Regions from separate parts of the Sus scrofa genome. Here region 2 is linked to region 1. Evidence: chromatin contacts called from public HiChIP or PLAC-seq data. All regions are on one chromosome and are shown on one strand. The core of a region is the stretch at or near the end of the contact, and the rest is flanking DNA. Distances in the headings are between cores, read along the strand shown. Region 1 overlaps TNS1 (tensin-1). Region 2 holds the start of TNS1 (tensin-1).

Region 1 (6,421 bases), core at 779-3,278:
TCCGTGATGCACCCACCAGGCGCATGCGCACACAGGCTGCGCACCTGCACGCAGAGAGGTCCCTCCTCCTCCAGCCTCCAGGGCCCCGCCTGCCTCCAGTGCTAAGCTGGGGAGCAGGAGGGACTTCTGAAGGGTAAGAAGGCAGCAGCGTGAGGGCAGGGAGGGGAACATTCCAGATCAGCCCAGCTGGGATCAGTCTGGAGCAGGTCCCTCTCCACAGCCCATAACTCAGAGTCCTGCCCCATCCAGCTTTTCTGGAAGCCTGAATGGAAGCAAGAGGGACGAGTGGGGGCGTGCGGAGAGAGCAGAAAAGCAGAGTCAGCCAAGAGCCTGAGGGCGGAACGGGTCACCTGAACATGAGCCCAGGTTCATGGACTCTGTGGGTCATGCCACCCATCCCCCACCCTGCCTCCAGCCTGACCACGGACCAGGCGGGTGGAAGGAGATGCCATCTCCAGGTCTGGTGAGCCCGGGACCACAGGCACCTGGCCAGGCCTAGAGACAGGCAAAATGCCCTTTTATGGGGTTTTTCAAGGACTTAGTTCTTGAGATTGAAATAGGAGGCCCCGCATCTCATCAGAAGGGACGCCATGACTCATTTCCTCCTCGTCTGGCTTCAGCCTCGGGACACGGCCCCATCCTTCTCCTTACCTAATGGCCCAGGACCCATGGGGGCTACCAGCACCAGGCCTGGGTCTAAAGTAAGCTGCAACTGGGAACTGAGGGAAGGGGGAGGCGGGGCTGGACTGTCACTCACCACCAGTTCACGGTTGGATGGAGGAATGCAGGGGGCAGCCACCTGTGGGGGGAACAGAGAAAGGCCAAGATTAGTACCTTTCATCCCCAGAGAAAACCGGAGCCTTCTGACATGGCTCCACTCGCCCCCACGCCATGCTAGACACCCCTTCCTTCAGCTCACACTGACACTCTCCGGTGGGAGATTTCGTTGGAAGACTGCAGCGACACAGAAAACTACTTAGACCATAATGCCCAGGGAGTGGGGGGAGCAGCAGAAAGCAAAAATGAAATGATGTCACAGTTTTTAAATTCTGTAAAACACGCAGAAAGACTGGAAGTCAAAGCACCAGGGAAGAAAGACTTTTCCCCCTCTCCGCTCTAGGTTCTAAATTTTCTCTAATATGGTAAAATTTGTCTTTTTTGGGGGAGGAGGGCTTTTTTTTTTTTTTTTTAGGGCAGCACCTGCGGCACATAGAAGTTCCCAGGCTAGGAGTCGAATGAGAGCTGTAGCCACTGTCCTACGCCACAGTCATAGCAGCTCGGGGATCCAAGCCACGTCTGCGACCTGCACCACAAGCTCACAGAAACACCGGATCCTTAACCCACTGATGGAGGCCACATCCTTATGGATACTAGTCAGGCTCATTACCGCTGCACCACAATGGGAACTCCTGTTTTAATTTTTTTTTTAAACCAGGTTTAAGACCTCTAGGAAATGAAAAGTCACCGCCTCCATTCCCCAGAATGCCAAGGTGTCTCACCCAAAGGTCAGAGCTGCAGACAGCTGGCAAAGTTTCCCAGGGCATGCGGGAAACGGGCTGGTGAAGGGCCCACGCCAGCTCTTTAACAGGAAGCCGGCCACTTGGCTAACAGAAGTACAAGGCCCTAAAGGGCACAAGCCCCCTCCATGGGTGAGCTCTTATTTTAGTCATCAGCTTCATCTCCTTCTCCAATGCAGGGAGGAGGGTGGCTACGGCCCTGGGGCCTCAAGACAGAGGGAAAGGGCAGGGAGGGGGCCGGATTGCTCGCTACCCTGAGATAACACTCCCTCCCCAGGGGCCGGGCAGCCAAACCACTACCCTGACAATTAGCAGGGGCCTTTATCAGAGACTCAATGTGTTCCTTCTTTCTAGCTGTGACACGTTTTTCTTGGAGCTCATAACTCAACCTTGGCTCAAATTCCTGACCCGGACACCAGGCAAGGGGCCCAACAGGGCGGGGCGGGAGCTCTCCCCCACCTCAGGCATCGGGGTGTCTGGACATAAGCCGTGGATCACCAAAGAGGGGGAGGCTGCCTCCTCAAACAGTGGGCAACCCAGCGCCCTACCCTAGCACCACCCTAGTGGAGCAGTGACAGTGAGCCTCCAGCCCTGGCTGGAACTGGCTGTTCACAGAGGCCTCACCCTCAGCTGGGCCCTCCTTTCACCTGACCCTGTTGTGTTGTCTGACCAGCCCAAGGATGGCCTGGAGTGACATACCGGCCTAGAAGGGACCACAGCTGCGGGATAGTGTGCCCCGGGCTCTGGGAGGGGTGCAGAGGCTGGGAGTTAGAGTCCCTGGTTTTTTGGGGGGCCGCACTCATGGCATAGGGAGGTTCCCAGGCTAGGGGTCAAACCTGAGCTGTAGTCGCCAGCCTACAACCACAGCTCACGGCCACGCAGAATCCTTAGCCCACTGAGCGAGGCCAGGAATCGAACCCATAACCTTATGGTTGCTAGTTGGATTTGCTTCCACTGTGCCACAACGGGAGCTCCCCATCCCTGGTTCTTGACCCAGTCACACAGCAGACTCGCTGCCCAACTCATTCTCCAGCAAAGAGGCCTGAGTGTCAGCATCCATCACCCCATCCTCACCATTACTTGAAACCAAACAAAAGGAACAATATCGAATGCATGTAACACACTGAATGTGGACTGTCTGGCCAGCATAATTATCGATGCCTTACTCATGTCAACTCATGTAATCCTTTCAACAACCCAACCAGGTAGGTACTGCTTTACCTCTGAAGTGCCCACGGCACAGAGAAGTTGAACCACTTGCCCAAGGTCACACAGCTGATCTCTGGCCAGGGGTGGGACAGAGGAGGCTGGAACAGGCCAGGAGGGCAGGAAGGCCCAGAGGTGGCTACAGCCTGCAGGCACCCTGCTGACCAGACAAGGTCTCAGCCACGGGACCCTGCTGTCCCCCAGGCACCCTCAGGGCAGGAGTTCTGCATCTAGCAGTGGCTTCCTCCCACCTCTACCCCCAAATCCTACTCTGGGCTTGTAGATTTCAACCTCATGGGGCCAGGCCTGCAGTGTCTCCTGTCCCCACCCCCCTTACCACCCAGGGGCCCTCAGCCTGGGGTGGGAGTGGTCAACCCACAGACCAAACAGCACCCTGCTCTGCTCCTTTCCTAGGAACTAGAACTGGGATGGGGCTGGGAACCTAAATGTGGGACCAGAGCAGGGGATGCTGACCGCTACTGCCTGGCCTCCCAGCCACGGGTAATGCCACCCACCGCCACCATCTCCCCCTACAATACACCAGGGTGGCTTTCTAGTCTCCGTTTGGTTCTGGGGTTTGGGGAAGTGAGAGGGGGGTTATGGACACATGTGGGGACAAGGGCAGAATAGACAGGTGTCCTCTGAAACAAGAGGGAGAGCGTCGCCCCCAGCACCTCCCTAAGGCAGTGGGAAAAATGGGGCCCCAGCTGTTTTGACCCCAAGTCCCTCTCCTGTCCCCCCTGAGGCAGAAACACCCCTAAGGACTTAGATCTGGGGGGCAGCTGTGGACCCCCAGTCCGAGGGCTTGATGCCCAGGTACCCCTCGCGGCCTGCTGCCCCCCAGTGGCCTCCTCCACCCACTGCCCACAGCTGTGCATTCCAGGCCAGCCAGCCGCCAGCCCACTTTGTCGTGGGCTTCAGTGTTTCTTGTCTCTCTCTCGCTCTCTCTCTCTCTTTTAAGCAGAGAAATGTTTCCTTAAAAGGCTCTCTCCTTCCCTCCGGCACCCTGGCCCCTGGCCACCCTCTCAGGAGCTGGAATGTGCCAGGGAGAGCCAGGGCCCTCTGCCACTCTGGCCCATGCCCTTTGTGGCCCCATGCTCCTGTCAGTAGTGACCACTCCTACTGCCCCCCTGGGGACCCCAGCTAGGAACCCTACCTCCACATAAGGAGCACTCTAGGGGGTCTGCAGGGGATCTCCGTGTCTCAGTGCCAACCCTGCCAACCATTTCCCCCCCTCCCCAAGGGCTGGCAGTGCAGGATTCCAGGGCTCAGGCCCAGGAAGTCAGCCTCAGGTATGCCTCCTCCCCGGGTCTCCCTCCACGACTCATCAGCACACGGAGGGGCTGGTGGGCCTGGAGCTCAGCCTTTCCACTCTGAAAGATATAACAGCTCTCACAGTAACAGCAGCAGCAAAAACTTCCATCGTACTTGCTACATGCCAGCCACTGGGCTTGGTCCTTGGCGTAAGTTAAGTCCCTTCATTCCCACAACAACCCCGAGCATCTCATTTTGTGGATGAGGAGACCGAGGCACAGAGTAATCAACTGCCCAGCAGAGGAGGCAGGATGCAAACCCAGCAGTCTAGCTCCAGACAGGGACGCGCTCCTGCCCTCTCTGCTGTGCTGACTCTAATTTCTACACATGAATTTCCACGGGGCCAGATAAGACGACAGCAGTAGCAGAAAGCTCATGGGATGTGCCTATATGTCTGTTACAGCCCTAAGCCCTCTCTTTGGACTCATTTGATCTTAATTAAAAAAAAACTATGCATTACGCTGTTATTATCCCCATTTCACAGATGAAGAAACTAAGGCACAGAAGGGGTAACGACTTGCCCAAGGCCACTGCAGCAGAACGGTGTGGCTCTGGGCCCATGAGATAGAGAACCGGGATGTAGCTGGGATGTGAGTGTCCCCAGATCAGACTGGGGCCACTGCCTGGCATGCATCAGCCCCCACCCACCAGTATGTTCTGAACTTCAAAGGTCTCTGAGCACAATGCCAACAACAGGGCACAACCTTGGACTCTCCCCAGGAGAGCAGGGTCTAAAGCACAGACAGCAACCAGCCCAGGCTGGGAGCACCCTGCACGACCTGACCCCTGCCCTCCTCCCCACGGTCATTCTGTGCCCAGCCCCCTTGTCTAGGACCCAAAGCCACACACAAGGGGTGGGCTTCCTCTCTGTTCTTGCTCAGGCCTCGGCAAATGCAGTTCCCTCTGCCCAGGATATTCTTAGCCCAGCTGTCTGTCTAGATGGGATCTTCCCATCCCCCTGGTTTTGGCTTAAATGCCACCACACTAGAGAGAAGGCCTCCCTGACTCCCTTGAGTTACACACACACACACACACACACACACACACACGCAAACACACACACACACACGATAATTCTCTCTCCTGAACTCCTATCTCTTCCTTCACAGACCTAATTACAGTTGGTAATTATAAGATGCATTTCCTTGTATATAATCCATTTCCCCCTCTAGAAATCAAGCGCCACAAGGGCAGGAGCATGGCGTGTTCAGCACACTGGCCCTGCACACAGCAGGTGCACATGAAATGTTTGTGGGAAGATAAGACTCCAGGCCTGAGGAAAGGAAGCACTTGTCACCCCAGTGGTAAAAACCACTGCCACTTGTCAAGCACCTATTACAAGCAGGAGTCATCCTAACACATGCCTGTCTCTTGAGACCCTCCAATTCTGCCGAGTCAGTAATAGTGTTCCCATTTTACAGATGAAGAAATGGAGGCTCAAAGAGGTTATAACACTTACTGAGGTCAATCAGCTGGGAAAGGCAGAGCACCCGCCTCCCACTGCCTCATCACTTCACCACCTGACAAGTGGCCAGACCTGGTCCCCATCCTCATGTCTCAGGATTGGTTACGTGCAGTCACAGACGCCTAAACTTGCCAGCCCTCCAGAGCGGCTCTCACACCCACGCCCCCTGGACCCTGACGCTGGAGGACGGCCCTATACTCAGCCAAAAGCAGAATCACTTGAGTCCCTGAATCCAGCATATCATATGATCTTCAGCAGAAAAGGGTTTTTTCCCTATATCTTGCTAGACCCTCTTGTTATTATTATGGTAAAATGCATGTAACATAAAACTGACCATTTAACCATTCTGAAGTGTAACTCAGTGGCGTTAAATACATTACCAAGGCTGTATAATCATCTCCACCATCCATTTCCAGAATATTTTCATGATGCCAAACAGAAACCCCATGCTCTCTCCCCTGGGCCCTGGTAACCTCTAATCTACTTTCTGTCTCTATGAATTTGCCTATTTTGTTACCTTGCACAAGAAGAATCACAACATTTTTGCCTTTTTGTGCCTAGCTTATTTCTCTTAGTGTTATGGGCTGAACTACATCCCCCAAAATCCCCATGTTGAAGCCCTACCCCCAGGACCTCAAGAAATGACTGTGTTCAGAGACATGGCCTTTAAAAAGGTGATTAAGTCGAGGCCATTAAGGTGGGCCCTAAGCTAGTATGACTGGTCCTTACAAGAAGCAATCAGGACCCGCAGAGAGTCACTAGGTGTCTAAAGGGAGGGCCATGTGAGCACACAGCAAGAAGGTGGCCGTCTACAAGCCAAGGAGAGAGACCTCAGAGGAAACCCAACCTGCCAGCACCGTGATCTTGGACTTCCAGCCACCGGAAGTGTATGATTCTGTTGTTTAAATCGCCGAGTGTG
Region 2 (7,022 bases), core at 3,708-6,207, 72 kb after region 1:
GCTTTTGTTTTTGCAGCCAAATTCTTGAAGCAGATAGACTCTTCGGTGGAATCTCAATGATTGGCATTTACTGAATGCTTACTGTGTGCCAGCATCTGTTCTGAGCACTTCATGTGTATTGTCTCAGGTAATCCCCACAGTAACCTGAGGAGGAAGGTTTGCTGAGTGTGTTATTGTATTTTATTTTATTTCATTTATTTTTACAGCTGCACCTGCAGCATATGGAAGTTCCCAGGCTGGGGGTCAAATTGGAGCTGCAGCTGCCGGCCTACACCACAACCACAGCAATGCCGGATCTGAGCCACACCTGTGACCTACACAGCAGCCTACAGTAATGCTGGATCCTTAACCCACTGAGTAAAGTGTCAAACCCACACCCTCATGGACACTTTGTCAGGTTCTTAGCCCACTGAGCCACAACAGGAACTCCTGCATGTTCCATTTTAAAGGTGAGGTAGCTGAGGCCCAGAGAGGTGAAGCAATCTGCCCAAGTTCTCTCTAGGAAGAGCTGAGATTTGAATCTAGGACATCTGAGCCAAGTGCAAGTCCACCACACCATCCTGTCTCCTGGTATATTTAACTCCTAAAACGAGAGCTGTTCTGATTAATATGTGGGGGATTCCAGGGCCCCAAGACCTTAAGCCCGCCTTTGGATTTCCCCTTTTGCCTACCCTCTCAGGCCCCTAAGGAAGCTTACAGATCCTTTGGAACACAGTTTAGAACCTCTGATCTAGTCCAAGCCCTCATTTAGAGAACCAGCAAGCTAGGCCCAGAGAGGTTAAGTGTCTCACCCAAGGTCACACAGCAGGCAGGGACAAGCCAGGACGAGAACCCAGGGTCTTCCCACCCTGCTAGGCTGCTTCCAATGACTCTAAGGAGGTCCTCAGACACAGGGTAGAAGCTGGGACCCCCAGTAAAGAGGAAAGAGCTCCCTGAAACAAGGTTTCCCCAAATCAGCTGGTGAGGGCTTCTGGGTAGGCTCGTACCATTAAGGACAAAATCATCTTTCCCAGGTGCATCCCACACTGGGGAGACTGAAGGGGACCCCACCTTTCAGGCTGACCAGAGACAATGGGAAGGGGAGGACTCTAAGTCTGGGCCCCAATCCAAGCCCAGATGGCAGCCCTGGGGCTCTTGAGCTGGCATTCTGGTCTCTTTCCTTGGGTTTCAGGATGGCAGGAGGCTAGGGCCCTTGGACAAGGCCCTAGACTTCCTAGTGCACTGCCCCTAGGGACCTGTGGGATACCTACAGTTTGATCTGAGAAACTCCTACACATCCCTCAAAACCCAGTCTATATATGAATTCCCTATTAAAGCCTGACAGGAAAAATCTCAGCTGCGTCAGAGACAGCCTTTCACACACACCTCTGGGTCAGCTTTGCCACCAGGCTCTGGGATTGTCTAATGGCATGTCTGTCTTCTAGGTCAGGGGCTGGGTCTCAGCAACAGTTCCGGGCACAGCCTATAGCCCAGAGGGGCTTCATAGATGTGTGCATGTGTGCATGCAGGGTGGGCTGGCAGCCTGCACTGGCAGAGTTATCCAGACTCTACAGACACCAACAGGGAATTCTTCAGGCCCTCCCATGGTCTGGGCCTCAGTGGACATACTCGGTCCAACCCTTGATCTATAGATGAGGAAACTGAGGCCCAAGCAGTGAAGTAATTTATCGGAGGTCACCTGGCCTGTGAGTAGCAGGGCTGGAAACACAGGCCTGGCCCCCAGGCCTCTTCTCTGCCCACTGTCTCATCCATCTGTCTCCCCACAGGGAGCCTTAGTCCTGACACTCATGCTCATTTCACAGCCACCCACAGAAGCTCGGTGCTCCTCAGAATCAGCCCCTGAGAGAGAGGACAGCTTTATCGTTAACCCCGCGGTACACAGGAGTTAGCGCAGTAGAAGACTGGCCATGGTTCCACGGCCACCTCTTTGCCTGTGCATCTGTCATGCTTAAGCCCGCGTGTCCACCCACCTTAGCTTTTTGTCTGCTTCATTCTCCCTTGAGTCTCCCAGAACCGGGACTAGATCCCAGGGACCTTGACTCCCTCCCCACCCCATCTCCCACCCCACCCCTTCAGCCATCGTCCATTAAACAGTGAAATGCAGGGGGGTGGGGGCTGGGGAGCAGGGCAGCCAATGGGAACCAGACAAATGCCCCAGTCTCTCTAGATCTGGGAAGGTGTCCTCACTGCCCTTGCCTGCAGCGAAAGTTCCCTCAACTTTGCAAGCCTCATGGAGGCAGTGAATGCAAGGCCTTGACCTTCGACCCAGAACCCCGAGCCACGAATCCAGAGGGTCACCATGCTGCAGCCCAAGATTGGAAGACTGGAAGAGGACCCAGAGAACACGGCAAACCCTTTGGGTTGGGCTTGGCCAATGTGCCTCCTCAGCCAGCGAACAATCTGCACAACCATATCTGGTGGCCCTGGATGGATGGAGGATGGATGGATAGATGGGTGGATGGAGGGAGGGAGGCAGAGAGTCTGTTCATCTCAAGCCATCACAACCTCCTGGTTCCAGAGCACAGAGAGCTGTCCCTCTCCTGCATCTCCTGCCAATAAGCCCAGTGACCTCAACCCTGCCCCCAGGCCTGGTGGCCCCACACCTCTTGCTGGGGGTATCCTTGCGGCCTGTCAAAATGGGAACTTTCCATCTTCCCTTGCAGGGCTGGGGGCCCCTGTCCTTCCATGGCCCAGACCTGACAGCTGATGGTGTTTTGGAGAGTGGTCCTGGCCTTCTTCCCTCTTCCCACTAACTCACCTGGAGCTGCCAAACCAGCCTGGCTGCCCACTGGCCATCCGGCCTCCACTCTGGTTCACACCAGCAGGGCCAGGCTCTGAACCAGGTGAGACCAGAGCCATCTCTGCTCACTTTGGGAGCCTTCTATTCATATAGAGTCAAATCTCTTCCTCAACCTGGGTCCTCAAGCCAGATCATCTGGGGAACCCAGGACCATAGGCTGTCACAAAATGTGTGGCCAGAGATGTCCAAGGTTACCCAGTGAGTGTGCTATGATTTTTTCTACCCTCAGCCCTGTGCTGCCTCCTGACGGAGAAGCACTGGGGGGTCACTGGGCTGAGGGAAGGAACTGCGGGAGGGGTCAGGTTCAAGGGATAGGGTGGGATGGAGGCAGTGAGGCAAGCAAAATGCAAAACCCCGCCCCAGGCAGTGCCTCCCTGGCTTCTCCGTAAACCACCACCCATCCCAGCCAGACCTCTTGGGAGGAGGGTGTCACCATGTGGCTACTTTTGGTATTGCAAAAAGTTCATGTTTTTTTTTTTCCTCTAAACTCCGTGTCAGAGCCCTGCAGTTAAGGACCACAAACTTCTGCCCTCAGCCCACAGCAGGCCTTGCCTGGAATGTCCCCCACAAATACACACCCACACACTCACACACTTCCATCCACCCATTCCAACCTCCAATACCAGCTGAAACTCCCCATCTAAGAAGCCCTCCCTCCCCCAGAGAACACGCATTGGAAACCCCACCCCCCACCCAGCCGGCTGTGTGCCTTGGCAAGAGACTTAACTAGTCTGAGCCTCAGTTTCCTCATCCGTAAAACAAGGATGACATCAGCGCCCCCCAGATGCTGAGAGCACTGCATGAGAGTGAGTGTGAGGGCTTTAATACGAAGTGCTTTAATCATCGATCCCTGGGCTCTGATGCCCATTTTCCCTGCCCCGCCAGGACCTGTGCTCAGAGGGAAGGAAGAGAAGAGAATCCAGGTGGGAGAAGCACGTGAGCAAAGCTCCAGGCAAGAGTGGGCCCTTTGGCATGTTTGGTATACTTGGCATATTGGGAAGTACGAAAGGTTTCACCATGGGCTTGGGGCCAGGGGGATGGGTCCAAGAGGCGGCAAGAGGTGGATCCACGCGCCTGTGCAGCCACAGGAAGGAGTCTGTGCTTTGTCTTGAGTGTGTGTTGGGAGGGATCCAAGGCTCTACCCAGGGAACTGACACCAAGGCCCCCCAGAAGCTGATATGGAGATAGACCGAGAGGGCGGGTCAGGATGCGAGAGGCAGTACAGGTGAGAGATGTACAGGTAAGACAGGTACAGGTGAGGCATGTACAGGTGAGAGATGCATTGGCTGCAGAGAAGCTGTAGGGGTGGGGAGGGAGCTGGCAATAACAGGAGGAGGGGTGAGAGAGAGGGGGAGGCATCTGGCTGGTGGGGCAACTGATTGGGTGGTGGGGTCGGTCCCTGAGACTGGGCACAGAGGCCTCCTGCTGATTTCACTGTATGACCTGGGCCAAGATACCAACTCCTCCGGCCACAGGGACAGCCAAGCCCAGGCCATTCCAGGAGCACATGAGAAGCGTGATTGCAAAAGCCTGGCAGCCAGCAGGCCCTCCCCTGGGGCTGAATGGGGGCCCCTTAAACACCCCCTAAGCTGCCACAAGGGGAGGACTGTGGCTTGGCATCTTTGAAGTACTCCCAGTGCCAGGCACATGCCACCCACACACCTCCCACATGCCCTCCACGTACCAACCACACACCATCCACAGGCCAACCACAGCCCCTCACACACAAGCCACACTAACCACACACCTTCCACCTGCTGCCACATACCATCCACACGCCTGCCCCATGCCATTCACATGCCATCTGTGTACTATCTCCGTGCTCTCTTCATGTCATCTACACATAAGCTACAAGCCATTTCCAAGCCACCCATCACCTGCCACGTGCTATCCATTCATACCCACACGCTCAGCATCCCCTCCCAGATGAGCACCAGGCACCAAGTAGGACCCCGGGGACAGTCCAACCTGGGGCCCAGACCATCTCAAGACCGTGAAGACGCACCCCCTCCCCCATCCCCCGGGGCCCAAGCACCTACTCACCTTTGCAGGTGCAGCCCTCCCGGGTGATGACCTGTCGACAGATCCCACAGGGTTTCACCTTCTTGAAGGTCTTCACTTTGAAGTGGTGAGTCTTGGGGGCCTCCAGATCCTCTGGCTGTGGGAGGAGAGCACAGTAGTCAGGCCAGGGCAGAGGGCCGGGCTCCCGGGGAAAGGACCAGGGGGCCAAGGGAGATACGGGCAAGCACTGCGGGAAAGGAGAAGCCAGAGCCCCTTCCGCTGTGAAAGGCCCTGAGCCCACTTCTGGGAGAGGTGACCAGGGAAATGACCACGGCGGGTCAGACAACAACGGGAACCCAACATCTCGGACCGCAGGCCCTTCTGGGGTGTCTTTTTTATATTTATTTATTTTCTTTTTAGGGCTGCACCCTTGGCACATGGAAGTTCCCAGGCTAGGGCTCCAATCAGAGCTACAGCTGCCAGCCTACACTGCAGCCACAGCATCATTAGATCTGAGCCACAGCTCATGGCAACACCAGATCCTTAACCCACTGAGTGAGGCCAGGGATTGAACCTGCATCCTCACATATACTAGTTAGGTTCTTAACCACTGAGCCACAATGGGAACTCCCTAGATATGCTTTTTAAAACCGCCCCCACACACATGGGATGAGAGGCCAGCTGCAGTGCAGGCCTTCCCTGCATCTGGCTTGCCTCAAGTTCTCCATCAGCTGCCACCCACTGCTACCACAGGCTTCAGCTTCGCCCCCACAGACAGTGCAAGGTTGGGCCCCACATCCGTTGCAACCACACTTGGGAACACACCCTAAAGCCACAAAGTCCTGCAGCCATGCTGCTTAGGATCACTCTCCTCCCCCCCCCCCGACAGCCCCCAGCCCAGGCGCAAAAGCTCTTCCTGTTGCCTCTCCAGGAAGTCACTTATGTGGTGGGGGGCAGGGGGACGCACAGGTACCATTTCTCCCCAAGGCACCAACCTCCCCCTGGAGTCTAACCTGATTCAACAACAGGGGCCAGCAGAACACAGACATTGGCGCTTCCCTCCAGCCCCCCACCCCCCAAGGTACAGAGGTTTCTGATGCCCTCTGTGCATAGACGGACCTGTCCCGACACAATGCAGACCCCGCCGTTCTAGGCAGAGGGGTCTCCTGCAAGTCCTCCCACCTTGCACCCTGCTCCCAGTCTCCCAGCTCTACATGTTCAGAAGATGGGAGGCAGCGTCCCACAAACCCAGCATGTCCAGGTTTCCCAGCTAAAGACCCCATAGTGGTGAGTCCTGGGCAAGAGAGACTGAGCCAAGAGAGACACAAGGAGAAAAACAGGCAGAAGGAAAGAGACAGAAAGCCAGCAAGACAGAGAGGCAAAGAGATAGGCAGAAAGACGGTGTCAGAGACAGAGAGACAAGAGTGAGAAAGACAAAATGTAACAGAGAAAAGCAGTGGCCAGACAAAGAGGACAAAAGAAGATAAAGGCAGAGACAAAGACAGAGACGACCAAGCACAAGAGAGGATGAGAGAGATTAGATAGAAACGCACAGAGACTATAAAGGGAACCAGAAAATCAAAGGGGGACAGACAGACAAAAGGACACAGGAGCCAGCTGGAAGGGGCCCCTCAGGTCTGGGAAGATCTGAGCATCAAAATACCTAATGACAGTAATGGCTTGAATGAGCCCATACTGATGATTCGAAATAAGTGAATACATTGAAATGTGATGACGATGGGGGTATTTACGAGTCTCGAATCGCCTCCCTACATCATGCTTATAAATCACAAAGGGGGAAAAAGTCACTTTTCCTGGCAGATTCAGCTTAATCAAATGATCAAAGTAACGTCACCAGTAATGGGAGGAATGGAGATCCCGCGCTATGGGTGGAGGAGGGGGGCGGACTGAGAATGGGGCATCGCTTTTGCGATTCTCCTGCCAAAGAGACACAAGCTGAATCTAATCATGAGGAAACATCAGACCAACCCCAGTGGAGGGACAGTCTACCAACTAAATGGCTTTATATAATCTTCCAAAGTGACAAGGTCACAGAAGTCAGGGAAAGGCTGAGGAAATTTCCAGAATGAAGGACACCAAAGAGACATGACAACCACATGCCTCAGCTGATTCTGAACTGGATTCTTTCCATGCCCCTAAAGGACGTCACTGGGACAACTGGCCAAACTTTGGTGGGGTCTGAGGATGAGAAGGTAGTCAC

The links. HiChIP or PLAC-seq counts read pairs in DNA pulled down with a chosen protein or histone mark.
Region 2: a contact with region 1 is called in an H3K27ac HiChIP or PLAC-seq map of skeletal muscle. The contact joins the promoter of TNS1 here to the enhancer-like site in region 1. A contact is called at or near these places in 1 of 5 promoter capture datasets (fetal liver), 5 of 47 Hi-C or Micro-C datasets (adipocytes, alveolar macrophages, embryonic fibroblasts and 1 more) and 1 of 2 datasets of contacts at active chromatin or transcription factors (skeletal muscle).

Annotation. Positions count from the first base shown.
Region 1 is chr15:120,069,968-120,076,388 of Sscrofa11.1, forward strand. It overlaps TNS1 (tensin-1), which reads right to left. Exons shown (of 36, transcript XM_021075207.1): 3 at 758-799. Among named protein-coding and RNA genes, the nearest start is that of TNS1, 71 kb to the right of the region's middle. Within about 2 kb of position 2,029, at least 31 of the 83 cell types and tissues checked have an H3K27ac peak or open chromatin away from gene starts, as enhancers often do. A contact at or near this core is called in fetal liver, liver and skeletal muscle, where this site is marked.
Region 2 is chr15:120,138,840-120,145,861 of Sscrofa11.1, forward strand. TNS1 (tensin-1) reads right to left here and starts at 4,958. Exons shown (of 36, transcript XM_021075207.1): 1 at 4,844-4,958.